2 separate regions of the Mus musculus genome follow, and region 2 is linked to region 1. The links are chromatin contacts, called in public Hi-C maps. All regions are on one chromosome and are shown on one strand. Each heading gives the region's core, a stretch centred on a gene start, on an enhancer-like site or on the middle of the called end of the contact. The rest is flanking DNA. Distances are from core to core; before and after follow the strand shown. Region 1 has its middle 19 kb from the start of Cldn4. Region 2 holds the start of Wbscr25 (Williams Beuren syndrome chromosome region 25 (human)).

The links. A called contact is a pair of places that touch in the nucleus more often than the background predicts.
Region 2: a Hi-C map of embryonic stem cells shows a contact between it and region 1, with 1.6 times the contacts expected there. The contact joins the promoter of Wbscr25 here to the enhancer-like site in region 1. A contact is called at or near these places in 6 of 39 promoter capture datasets (the 3T3-L1 cell line, 3T3-L1-derived adipocytes, the C10 cell line and 2 more), 5 of 15 datasets of contacts at CTCF or cohesin (the G1E-ER4 cell line, the NIH/3T3 cell line, embryonic stem cells and 1 more), 43 of 484 Hi-C or Micro-C datasets (the Ba/F3 cell line, CD4 T cells, the G1E-ER4 cell line and 15 more), 17 of 115 datasets of contacts at active chromatin or transcription factors (the HPC-7 cell line, the SCID.adh cell line, embryonic stem cells and 5 more) and 2 of 9 other capture datasets (adipose tissue and pancreatic islet).

The regions. Positions count from the first base shown.
Region 1 is chr5:134,962,607-134,969,336 of GRCm38.p6, reverse strand. No RefSeq gene overlaps it. Among named protein-coding and RNA genes, the nearest start is that of Cldn4, 19 kb to the right of the region's middle. Within about 2 kb of position 2,951, at least 146 of the 459 cell types and tissues checked have an H3K27ac peak or open chromatin away from gene starts, as enhancers often do. A contact at or near this core is called in the G1E-ER4 cell line, Th2 cells, adipose tissue and 10 more, where this site is marked.
Region 2 is chr5:134,997,740-135,004,469 of GRCm38.p6, reverse strand. It overlaps Wbscr25 (Williams Beuren syndrome chromosome region 25 (human)), which reads left to right and starts at 3,120. Exons shown (of 5, transcript NR_026907.1): 1 at 3,120-4,400. It overlaps LOC115490310 (a small nuclear RNA gene), which reads left to right and starts at 4,453; the gene lies at 4,453-4,635.

The DNA.
Region 1 (6,730 bases), core at 1,702-4,201:
AATTCAGAGATCTACCTGCTCCTGAGTGCTGGGATGAAAGATGGGCGCCACCAGCACCACCACTGTTAGCATTTCCTCTAGGCTCCACCCAACAGTTACCTAGCAATGGCCAGGTAAGAGACAGGTGTATAAGGACTATAAGGACTGTTTGGGCTTCCTTTTCTCTCTCTCTCTCTCTCTCTCTCTCTCTCTCCCTCTCTCTCCCTCTCTCTCTCTCTCTCTCTCTCTCTTGTTCCTCTCTTTCTCTTCCCCTCTCCCTCCCTATCTTTTTCTTTTCTCTCCCCCCATATGTTCCTGGCCAGCCTCTTCCCTTCTCTCTCTCTCCTCTCTCTTTCTGTCCTTCTCTGTCCCTTTCTTTCTCTGCCTCTACTCCCTCTTCCAGACCCCCTTCCCAGGTCCCAAATAAACTTCCTTTTATACTAGACCTATCCTAGGGCTGACCTCAGGGGAATGCCTCATCACTGGCCCACTAAGGCACCCCTCCCGCCATATCATACCGAATTTTATAAAAATCACATCAACTACCACCTCTGCCTGGCGCAATCTGGAGTTCTAATCCTCTTGACCCTATCTGTTGGCTGCTGGGATTGCAGGTGTGCCACACCACAGTCAGCACTGCTGGGAGTGAGAGCCAGGGTCTCCTGTGTGCAGACACATCCTTAGCCCCCTTCATTTTTACTATTCCATTTTGGTTTGGTTTGGTTTTTGAAGCAGAGCCTCTCTACATAGCCCTGGCTGTCTTGGAACACTCTATGTAGACCACACTGGCTTAGGAGCACAGAGATCCACCTCCCAAGTGCTGGGATCAAAGGTGTGTGCCATTAAGCTTGGCTGATTCTTATTTTTTATTATTACTTTTGAATCTGACCACACACACACACACAAGTTGTGCACGTTGCTGGAGTGGAGCTGAGAGTTAGAGCTCTTGGCCAACAGGTGAGAAGCTCTGGGTTCAGGGTTCAAACCCCAGCATTAACAAACAAACAAACAAACAAACAAACAACAAACGGCTGGGCAGTGGTGACTTAGTTTTTTAATCCCAGCAGAGACAGGCCAGTCTCTAAGTTTGAGGCCAGCCTGGTCTACAGAGCAAGTTCCAGGATGGCCAGGGTTACACACCTGCCATGAAAAAACCCAAACCAAACTAAACCGGCAACAAAACTCAAAGGACCCCAACCATCAGCAAAGGGCAAAGCCCGAGGGCAGATCCAGGGGCATCGTGTGATATTTCACCCTCTGGATTATCACGGGTGTCACGGAGACTTCTGCGGTCGGCCGTGGCTTTCCTCTTAGGGTTCTTGGAGAGGGTCTACCTGGCTCTAATCAGTTGATGGTTCCCTCTCTCTCTGCTGCCCTAGGGCTCAGGTTTCTCCTTCCAGCTTCCTGGACCTCTTAGGGCTATTTGAGAAGTAAAACAGGTTGGGGCAGACGGGCGTGAGTTAGTGAGTGGGCCTAGTGTGGAAGCCGGGTTTTTGTTAAGTTTCCTGGTGTCTGTCCTTTACAGCAGGGTAGTGAGCACCTAGACCTCCCGCCGATTGCACTTCCTGCACATTCCCTGACCCTTGCACTTCCTGCACATTCCCTGACCCTTGCGCGTGTCTTCTGAATACTGAACCTCCTGCATGCTGCCTGCCCCACTGTGTGCTTACACTGCGTGTGCCTACTGTATGTTGCCTTCCTCCTGCTTGTGCCCTGTGCAAACTGAGTCTAAAGCAGATGGGCCTTGTTCTTGCGTGACAGGGTGTTGTATTCTCACCCAGAAAGTCCATAGTTCTGGGTGTGACCTGACTCTCCCGTGGGGGGGTACATTGGGAAGGTGCGAGGTGAGAGCGGCCAGGTCAGGGTGGAATCGGTTTTTCTCTCAGTCAAACCTGGTTGGTGCGCTACTCTGGGGTAATTCCCAGGTAGGCTCTTAGGTGTCATAGATCAGGTGAGGGAGGGGTGAGTCACACCTGCCTCCCCCTCCCCCTCGGGAGAAACTTCTCTCTCCCCAGGGCTAGGTTTCACTAAGTCGTAAACAGGCCCTGCCCAAGAGATCTTTCTTCCGGTCTCGGCCAGATCCAGTGTAACCCAGCCTGGGGGCTGCCTGGTTGCCTAGTCAAGGGAACGTCCTGGTCCCAGACTAGATCCCTGAATTCCTTGGCCCACTCTAACCCCCTTCTTCGTCCCCCTGGGCTCCTTTTTCCCCTAGCGAAATCGCAGTCTCTTTCGCTGCGGAGCTTTCATTCTCCCTGGGGAATTTCGGGGAGATGGCTTGAAGGGGTGAAGAAGCAGGGGGCTTGGTGAATGGGCCTCGTGTGAGGCCAGGGTTTTCTCCCTTTTTTAAAAGATTAATTTGGTTTCATTTATGTGAGTGTTGCCTGTATATATGTGATGTGCATAGCGTGCGTGCCTGGTGTGCTGGCAGAGGTCAGAACGTGGACTTCACATCTTCAGGAACTGTAGTCAAGAACTTTATGGGTGCTGGTGTTTCAGAGTAAGGTTAGCTGGCCCAGTTTGCTTTCAGTGGCTTTTCCTAGGTGAGCATGTGGGCGGGGCCATCCATGCCAAAGTATCCCTGTGGGCGGAGTTTCCCTGTATGTAAGTAAGCCATGTTTTTGACAATATTGCAAGCAGGCCTATCAAATCCATTAGGAGAATGTTGGCAAGGCCATCTAGTGTCTAGATGAGGCAAAGGTGAGAGTGTGGGCGGAGCTTCGGGTCCTGAAGTGAATCTATAGGTGGGGCTCTCCATCCATCTCCAGCATGTGGGCAGGGTCTCCGTCTTTTAAGGGGTGGAGCTGCTGGGCCGATACGTAATTTTACAGCCCTCCTAGTGGCTCAAACAGTTCCTCTTTCCTTTCCGCCACTAAGGCGCACACTTATCCTCAGACAGACTACATCAGGACCGGCCTGGGAGGACTCTTTGAAGCTAGGTCCTCAGGGTGGCAGTATTTCCACAAGACCAAGCAGAGGTGGTGTCGTTGTGTGCCGGGGAGCAGTGAAGTGCCTCCGCACGTGAAGGGGCTTGCAGCTAAGACCGGGTTCAGTTCCCAGAAATCACAAGGTGAAAGAAGAAAACTGCAGTAGGTTGTTTTCTGACCTCTACATGCGTGTCATGGCATGCACACCACACACACACACACACACACACACACACACACACACACACACACGCACGCGCGCTCGCGCGCGCGCAAGTGGGCCAAGCTGCAGGAACGCTCACCTCCACTAAGGGGTGTTCTTGAGCCTAGGTCCACAGCTCCCCACCAGGAATGGACAGGCCCTTCTTGCCATTCAGTCTCCTGGGACCTCATACTCCTGCCCCAGAGTGGCCTTCTCAGACTATGTCACAACTCGGCTACACTTGCTGCTCTCTCCGCAGGCTCCTAAGGTGCACTGGACCTCGTCTAGTTATCCTGCCGGTCAGCGCGAACCCGGGGCAGGACAGATTCAGATCTCCAGTATTCCACAACTGTTAATATTTTGCAAATGTAAAAAGAAACCCACCCGTAGTTCTCTACATGCGCAGTCAATTTGTAGGTGCCTTAGCAACCTGTTCTAACGCCCGGTGCCTCTCCTTCCAGTGTTGTTTGAGATTTTCAAATTTTCTATCAAACCTTGTTGGACACTTTATGGATGCAGTTCCCACTAGCAAACAGAAGAGGGCGACGCTAGCAAGAGCTATTGCAGGCTCAGGGCTAATCTAGCCGCGGAGCTAGAGATTGCTGCTGGACAGAGAGTTGAGGCTGATGTGAAAAGAGTGGCCTGGGACAGGAGGTAGTGATGCCCCGACTGGAGTTTCTTTGTTTTAAGATTTTAAATTTGCCTGGAGTAGTGGCACACACCTTTAAAGCCCCGCCATCCCACCACCACCACACACACCCTGACTCTGGGTCTCTAAGAGTTCAAGTCCAGTTTGGTCTACATAGTGAGTTCCAGATCATCCAGGTCTAAATAGTGAGATGCTGTCTCAAAATTTTTTATTTGTTTGGTGGTAGTGGTGACTAAAGCAAGGGTCTCATGAGAGCTAGGTAGGCATTCTATTGCTGAGGCATATCCCAATACCTGCCTTGCCCCTTTTTGAGACATTTCTCTGTGTAGCCTTGGCTGTCTGAGAACTCACTCTGTAGACCAGGCTGTCCTTAAACTCAGATATCCACCTGTCTCCTGAGTGTGGGGATTAAAGGCATGTGTGATCACTGCCCAGTTCCATCCCTATTTTTAAAAGACATAACCTACATTTAAATGTACTTTTGTTGTATTTTCAATTTTATAGGTATAGATGTTTTGCTTGCATTTATGTATGTATGTATGTATGTATGTATGTATGTATGTATGTATGTATTTATTGGTTTTTCAAGACAGGGTTTCTCTGTATAGCCCTGGCTGTCCTGGAACTCACTTTGTAGACCAGGCTGGCCTCTAACTGAGAAATCCCTCTGCCTCTTTGCTTGCATTTATGTCTTGCACCAGGTGGTGTGTGCCAAGGGCCCTTGGAGGACAGAAGAGGGCACTAGATCCCTTGCAACTGGAGTTAAACAGAATTGTGAGCCTCCATGTGGGTGCTGACACTTGAACCCAAGTTTTCTGAAAGAGTATCTGGTGCTCTTAATCACTAAACCATTTCTATGGCCCCTCTATCTATCTATCTATCTATCTATCTATCTATCTATCCATCCATTCATCTATTTATAAGACCCATCTTATTACATAGCTCTGGCTATCCTGGATCTCACTACGGAGACCAGGCTGGTCTCTAATTCCCAGAGCTTGGTCTGCTTCTGCCTCTCGATTGCTGGGACTAAAGGTATGTGCCACCACCGCCTGGCTCAGTTTTTAAAATGTATGTACATTTGTGTGTCCGAGGGTGGGTGCAGGACCTACAGAGATGAGACAAGATCATTGGATTCCCTAAAGCTCAAATTGCAGGTGGTTGTAAGCTGTCTGACATGAGTGCTGGGAACAAATTCAGGTCCCCTGTAAGAGCACTGTGTGGTCTTAACTGCTGAGCCATGTCTTCAGTCCCCTGAGGTCTTTCCTTGGGGCCTTGTATTTCTACTTTACTAGAAATTCCCTAGCCCAGCAACACCATCTTCCGCAGGTGTTGTATACTCTTGGTGCCTAGACATGCATGCAGGCAAAACACTCACTCATATAAAATAAAAAATATTCAGGGCTGGAGAGATGGCTCAGCGGTTAAGAGGACCGACTGCTCTTCCGAAGGTCCTGAATTCAAATCCCAGCAACCACATGGTGGCTCACAACCATCTGTAATGGGATCTAATGCCCTCTTCTGGTGTGTATGAAGACAGAGACAGTGTACTCATATATATATATAAAGTAAATCTTAAAAATAAAATGTTCTAAGCATTGGGATTGGGCATGTTTAACGGGGAGTGTGGTAGCGAAACAGAATTAAACCTGGAGGCTTACAAACATCCATCAGAAATCCAGGGATGTCCCTTTGAGGCAGTCAACTGAAGTTCCGGATACCTTAGAGGCCCAGCCAGAGTGCAATATTTCCCTGAGTAGGCAGGAGGGGGCGGGCGGGGAGAGAACACTTCCAAGTAAAAAGAAATTAGCAGCCCAAAGGGGTGACGTCATCAGGAAGTCACAGCATTCTGCAGAAACTGACAGGGAGGCTTGAGGCAGTGAGCTGGAGTTCCCCTGGGGCCGAGCTTGAGGTTTCTCTCTCTCCCACTGTAGCATTTTTCATACCTTGGGATAACCATTGGCAACAATGTTTCCTTTCCAGCCATTGTTAAAGATACTGGGTTTCAACTTTGGGGGATGATTAGCTATTGTTCCCTCTCCCTAAAGGGGCAGCGATAGACAGGGGCAAGGCACAGACATTGGAGGCCACTTGACATAAACTTGTTTTAGTCCAAAGTGAGGGCTAGTCCCGTGGCGATAGCACACGCCTTTAATCCCAGCACTTGGGAGGAAGAGACCCGCAGATTTCTGAGTTTGAGGCCAGCCTGGTCTACACAGAGAAACCCTGTCTCCAACTCCCTCATCCCTCCTCCAAAAAAGTGGTAGGTTGGCCTGCTGGTAGAGGCAGCTTCAAATTGTTGCTGCTGCTTGAGAAAAGGTCCTGAGCTTACCTTTTAGACCAGGTCGACCTCGAACTCGTAGAGATTCATTTGCCTCTGCCTTCAGAGTTCTGTTTGTTTGTTTGTTTGTTTTGTTTTGTTTTTCCGAGACAGGGTTTCTCTGTATAGCCCTGGCTGTCCTAGAACTCACTTTGTAGAACAGGCTGGCCTTGAACTCAGAAATCCGCCTGCCTCTGCCTCCCAAGTGCTGGGATTAAAGGCGTGCGCCACCACCGCCCCCCCCCCTGCCACCGCCCCCAGAGTTCTGGGTTTAAAGCTATGAACCACTGTGTCCAGCTCAGAGCCAGCTTCTAAGCGAGCTCAAATAATAAATGACAACTTTCCAGTATAAACTACTTACAATACCGGGTGTAGCTCAGTAGTAGAACACTTTCCTTCTGTACTAAAGCTCCTAAATGTAATCCCTAGGATTGCAAAACAAACAAAAAAAACAAAAAGAAAAGAAAAGAAAAAAGAAAATCAAATGAGCTGGAGCGTGGTGGCCAGGCCAACAATCCCAGCACTGGGGAGGAAGAGTGCCAACAGGACCGATGAGGGGGAGATTTTTCCACTAGGAAGGGAACAAGCAAGAGGAGGCTGTAGCCATCTGAGAACACGGGATATCAGTAAAGTCCTCCTATGTGCCTCTACTGTGT
Region 2 (6,730 bases), core at 1,871-4,370, 35 kb before region 1:
GTGGGTGCTGGGAATTGAACCTGATTCCTCTGAAAGGGCAACAAATCTTCAGACTCTCCCTCCCTCCCTCCCTCCCTCCCTCCCTCCCTCCCTTCCCTTCCCTTCCTTCCTTCCTTCCCTCCTTCCTCCCTTCCTTCCCTCCTTCCCTCCTTCCCTCCTTCCTTCCTTCCTTCCTTCCTTCCTTCCTTCCCTCCCTCCCTCCCTCCCTCCCTCCCTCCCTCCCTCTCTCTCTCTCTCTCTCTTTCTTTCTTTCTTTCTTTCTTTCTTTCTTTCTTCTTTCATATAGGGTGGATTGCCTTGAACTCTTGATCCTCCAGCCTCCCCTTCTACAGTGCTGGGATCACAAGTTCATAAGTGTGTGCTGCCATACCTGCTTTATGCAGAGCTGGGGAGGGACCAAGACTTCCCTCGTGCTTAGTAGGAACTCACCAACGGAGCTACATTCCCAGCTCCCCTCTTAAACCCAAACTTTTTTTTTTTTTGGTTTGTTTGTGTTTTTGAGAAAGGGGTTTCTCTCTTTAACAGAGCTGGCTGTCCTGGAACTCTGTGTAGCCTGGGTTGGCCTCAAACTCAGAGACATCCACCTGCCTCTGCCTTTCATGTTGGGATTAAAGAGACATATATCACCACCTCCCAGCTGCTGCCGCCTCTTCTTCTTCTTCTTCTTCTTCTTCTTCTTCTTCTTCTTCTTCTTCTTCTTCTTCTTCTTCTTCCATTCTTCTCCTCCTCCTCCTTTTCCTTTATATATATATATATTTTTTTAATTAGGTATTTTCCTCATTTACATTTCCAATGCTATCCCAAAAGTCCCCCATACCCTCCACCCCCACTCCCCTACCCACCCACTCCCACTTTTTGGCCCTGGTGTTCCCCTGTACTGAGGCAGATAAAGTTTGCAAGTCCAATGGGCCTCTCTTTCCACTGATGGCCAACTAGGCCATTTTCTGATACATATGCAGCTAGAGTCAAGAGCTCCGGGGTACTGGATAGTTCATATTGTTGTTCCACCTATAGGGTTACAGATCCCTTTAGCTCCTTGGGTACTTTCTCTAGCTCCTCCATTGGGGGCCCTATGATCCATCCAATAGCTGACTGTGAGCATTCACTTCTGTGTTTGCTAGGCCCCGGCATAGTCTCACAAGAGAGAGCTCTATCTGGGTCCTTTCAGCAAAATCTTGCTAGTGTGTGCAATGGTGTCAGCGTTTGGAAGCTGATTATGGGATGGATCCCTGGATATGGCAGTCTCTAGATGGTCCATCCTTTCGTCACAGCTCCAAACTTTGTCTCTGTAACTCCTTTTTTTCTTTTTTCTTTTCCTTTTTTTTTTTTTTTAAAGATAGAGTCTGGTCCTGTAGCCCAGGCTGCCCTGAAACTCATTATATAATCCATGCTGGCCTCGATCTCACAGCAGTTCTCCTGCCTCAAGCCTCCTGAATGCTGAGATTTCAGACCAAGTTCTGGGAAGGATCCTTAGAGATATTTTTATAGGAATTTTTGGTTTTTGAGACAGGTTTTTGTTTTGTTTTGTTTCATAGCCTTGGCTGTCCTGGAACTTGCTCTGTAGACCAGGCTGGCCTCCAACTCACAGAGATCTGTTTGTTTCCTGAATGCTAGGATTAAAGGCATGTACCACCCCACCCACCTAAACTTCCTTTTTATTTATTTATTATAAATAAATATTATTTATTATTTATTTTATATATTTATTATGTCTCTGTGTATCTCTGTATTTCTCTCCCCCTCCTGTGTGTGTCCTCTGTGTCTGTCCATTTGTGTGGTTGTACAGGTGTCACAGCATGCATGTAGAGGTCAGAAGACAACTTGAGGGAGTCTGTTCTCTGTCTCTATGTGGGTTCCAGGAATTGAACTCACATCAATAAACTTGGCAGCAAGTGCCTTTATCCACTGAGCCATCTCACCAGTCCACAGAGTGAAAGGGTTCATAGTTCTGTTGGGAAAAGGTAGTGTTGTTAAAGAGTTTCTGACCAGTCAACCTTCTGTCTAGCCAGCTCACCCCAGCCTGGCACACGACCTTTGACCACATGCCCAAAAGCCAAATAGCCCAGATCTGGTGTCAGGAGTGGCGTTGAGGACATACATAGTCCTGGCCCTCAAAGCATTGTGGTCACATGGCTCGCTCAAGGCTGAGCCTGGCAAGCTGAAAAACCTGTTGGTTTGAAGGTCCCAAGTGAACATTCCAGAGAAAGTTGTGGGCGGGGCAAAGAAGGGGGTCAAGCTCCGTGGCAGGACTCTGGGGGTGGCATGTTGGGGAAAGGTCATTCCAGAGCTGCCCACCCTTTCCCAGCTTGTGGGCCAAACCAGGGAGTTTGCATTGGTTGGCTTCGCAACTCAGATGGGCTACTGAGCCAGAGCTCCTAGACCCCGGGATTATACTGAGATGAGCCTAATCCTTATTTCCTTTTTCTTTCTTTCTTTCTTTCTTTCTTTCTTTCTTTCTTTCTTTCTTTCTTTCTTTCTTTCTTTCTTCCTTCCTTCCTTCCTTCCTTCCTTCCTTCCTTCCTTCCTTCTTTTTTCTTTTCTTTTCTTTTCTTTTCTTTTCTTTCTTTTTAAAAATATTTTGACTTATTGTGTGTCTGTATATGTGTAGCCGGCAGTGTGGAGTCAGAGGACAAGTGGGGATCAGTTCTCTCCTTCCGTGTAGGTCCCAAGGACCGAATTCAAGGCATCCGCTGAACCATCTCTCTCAGTCCATTCTTATTTTACACTGAAGGAAACAAAGAAATGGAGAAAGGCGGAAGTTACCCAGCTCCAGTCACTAGTGTGGCTCAGGTTGGATTCCTTCCCAGATTTCATTTAGGGCCCTCTAGACCCAAAGAAGTGTGGTGTGTGTGTGTGTGTGTGTGTGTGTGTGTGTGGTATGCGTGTGCATGGCAGGCTGGGAGGTAGAGACACTGCACCCTGGCGGCGACCGGGAGTCGAACGGGTTAAGGCTGGAGGCAGCGAGTGTCTTCCTAACCGCACCTGGCTCAGTATCGGTCACGTGGCCAGGGTTTCACCTGCCCTGCTGGGCAGGGACAATCAGGCCGCTTGTTCCCTAAGCCGGTCGCCATGGTGACAGGAGTGTGCCTGGGGAGGTCACAGGGGCAAATTCCTGCCTGCTGGTCCGGGTGTGGCAGGGGCATCAGCTGGATTGTAGCTTGTTTAGGAGATTCCCGAGGGCCCCTGGAGGTTCCCGCTGGGGCTCAGCCTCCCAGGGGCCCCCCCAGTGTGGCTTCCCACCTTGCCACCTGAAGTCCTGTTTCTCCATCTGCCTGGTGTCTTCCCAAATTTTGAACCTAAGCGGATTAATCTGTTGATGCTTTCCGTATACATTGGCAGGCATGGCACCCCAGGCGCAACAACTCCAGATGGAAGACATACTATTACCCCTCAAAAAAATTCTACAAAAAAAACAGATGAGGAACAAAAGGAAACAACTTCAAAGGAAGGAGGCAGCCATGACACGCCAGCCATTCCAGGCCAGGCACAGCTCATCAGCCACAGCGGGCCAGGCACACTACCGCAGGCGCGGTACAGCAGCCAAACCACGCCAGGCTCAGCACGGTAGTCACAGCTTGTCAACTACATCACGCCAGTCACAGCACACCCGGCACATCACGCCCAGCACAACACACCAGGCACAACACACCGGACACACCAAGCCAGGCAAACCGTACCAGGCACAGCATACCAGGCAATCCAAGCCAGGCGAAGCACGCCAGAGACACCACACCAGGCAAACCACACCAGCCACACCACGCCAGTCACACCATGCCAGGCACAGCACCTCAGGCACAGCAAACCAGAGACACCATAGCAGGCCCAGCACTTCAAGCACAGCACACCAGGCACATCAAGCCAGGCACAGCATGCCAAGCTTGCCACACAAGGCACAGGACACCAAACACAACACACCAGGCACAACACACAAGCCACAGCATGCCAGGCACAGAATGCCAGGCTTGCCACACAAGGCACAGGACACCAAACACAACACACCAGGCACAACACACAAGCCACAGCACACCCGGCACCACTCAACAGGCACAGCGCAGCTGGCACGGCGCACCAGACACAACCAGCCAAGTCCACGCTGCGTCTACACTTGCTTTAAGGTAGTAGCAATCTGCTCTGCTTGGGAAAAGCCTTTCTGAAGGTTATAATCCTATCTTCTCTGCCTGCAAGCTCGAGCCTTTGTTAATTGAGGATCTACTGTATGCAAAGGTCCGAGGTGCAAGAATCCTTGCCAGTTCTGCTCCAGATGGAGCAAATACCAATACTTAAAAAAAAAAAAAAAAAAAAAAAAACAAAACTTCAAAGCATAGAAGCGGACCCAATCCTGGATCTTCTAAGATGGCATATCTGAAAGAGACGGTTGAGTGAAAGACCTGGAGGCTGAGGTGAGAAGGATTTGACTACATGAGTGGGGTTGCGGTGGAAGAGAATGTTCTAATTGCTTCTCGGCCTTTTGGCTAAGATCAAGTGGAGAATGTTCTAGAAGCCAGAACACCATGTACAATGGTGAAACCATCTAATTATTTTTGAGATTTCCATACATGCCTTAGGCTGACTTAAACTCTTTGGGGTTTTTTGTTTGTTTAGATTTGTTTTGTTTGTTTGAGACAGGGTTTCTCTGTGTAGCCCAAGCTGTCCTGGAACTCACTTTGTAGACCAGGCTGGCCTTGAACTCAGAGTTTCTCCTGCCTCTTGAGTGCTGGGATTAAAGGCATAGGACACCAAGCCAGAGCTGGGCATGGTGGCACACGCCTTTAATACCAGCACTCGAGGGGGGGGGCCGGGGTGGCAGAGGCAGGCAGATTTCTGAGTTTGAGGCCAGCCAGGTCTACAGAATGAGTTCCAGGACAGCCAGGGCTACACAGAGAAACCCTGTCTCAAAAAAAAAAAAAAAAAAAAAAAAAAAAAAAAAAAAAAGACGCCAAGCCAGGTTGTCTCAGAAAACAAACAAACAAAATAGGCAGGAACAGTTTATTTTGACTCAGGATTTAAGGGTTCATCTCGACAGGAAAAGCATGGCCACAGGAGCTGGTTCCACTGTCAGGATCCACAGTCAGGAAGCAGAGAGAGATGGATGCTGGTAACCAGCTCACTGTCTCCTTGTCTCCTGGGGTCTGCAAGACCCCAGCCCATGAGATGGTACCATCCACATTCAGGGTGGATTCAGGGTGGTCCAACTGGGTTAAAACTCTGGAAACATCTTCGCAGACACAACGTGTCTCCAAGATGATGCCAACCCACAATGCATTGCACTCATCAGCAACAGTCCTCTCCTAGGCCCTTAAAAGTTTATGCCTGCCTCCATATGTAAAACACGCTTAGCTCATCTCCATCAGTCTGCGCCACCTCAGACCCTTGTTAAAGACAGGCTCACAAATAGCCAAGATTGACCTTGAACTCGCTATGCAGCCTAGCATGATCTTGGACTCTGGATCCTCAACCTCTCTAATGCTGGGATTACAGGCATGTGGTCTGGAACTGTTTGTTTGTTCGTTTGTTTGTTTGTTTGCTGTATTTATTTTGTTTTTATGTGTATGGGTGTTTTGCTTACATGTGTGTATGTGTGAGCCTGGTACCCATGGACATCAAAAGGAGACATTGCAAGCTACCATGTGGGTGCTGGGAGTTGAACTCAGCTCCTCCTGCTAGCCCTTGATCCTCCTCTGTTTTCTGAGTGTTGGGATTACAAATGTGCAGACCCTGTCCGGCTTTTAAAGTCATTCTAGAGGAGCCAGGGATTGATTCTCCGGGTAAAGTGTTGGTGTTTGAAGTATGAGGGCCTGGGTTCAAGTCCCTATCACCCACGTAAAATCAGGGCGCTGTGGAGCACCTCTCTAAATCCAGTCCTGGGAAGGAAGCCAGAGACAGGCAGACATCAGGATCCAATTGGCCGGCTGGCCAGCCAGCCAGGATAGCAGAATTGATGCATTCCAGGTTCATTGAAAAAAAAATGAATGCTGCCTCACCAAATAAGGTGGCTCAGAGGCTAAGGGCACTTGCTGCTTTTCTAGAGGAGAGAGAGAAAGAGATTACAAACTAAAACTAAGAATTAGGTGGCTAGCAATTGAGGAAGCTGTCTGGCATTGACCTCCGACTTCCACATACAACATCCACACATACACACACACACACACACACACACACACACACACACACACACACTCTCATACACTCACACACATAGAGGCCACTTACACACACTCACACACACTCTCACACACTCTCACACACTCTCATACACTCACATACAAACAGAGGCCATTAGAGTTATTTCCCCCTTCTTCATGCCTCCTTCTCCAACCCACTCCTCCTAGCTCCGTTGATTTTATATGTCCCCCATGGCTCTGACTGTTCCCTGTCTGCTTGCCTGGAGTCATTTCTCTGCAGTTATCAGCACCATCTGTCCCATACTCAGAACATATTTCTCTGGTGGTCTGTTCTGTTCCGTCCCACACTGGGCTGTATTTTCTGCCCTCTGGCTCTGTGCTCATGGCCCTCGGGGCTCGTGGGACTGCTCTTGGAGCAGAAAGTTGGCTTTGTGTTCCCAAAGCTGAAGCCCTTTGGGGGAAAGACAGACAGACAAGAATCAAGGGACCTGTGAGATTTGTTAGACTCTCCAAACGCTTAGCCATTCCCAAACTAGTCTCCCCCCCACCTCTTATCCTTTTTGATTTGTTTTGAAAGCTTTTGTTTGTTTGTTTGTTTGTTTGTTTTC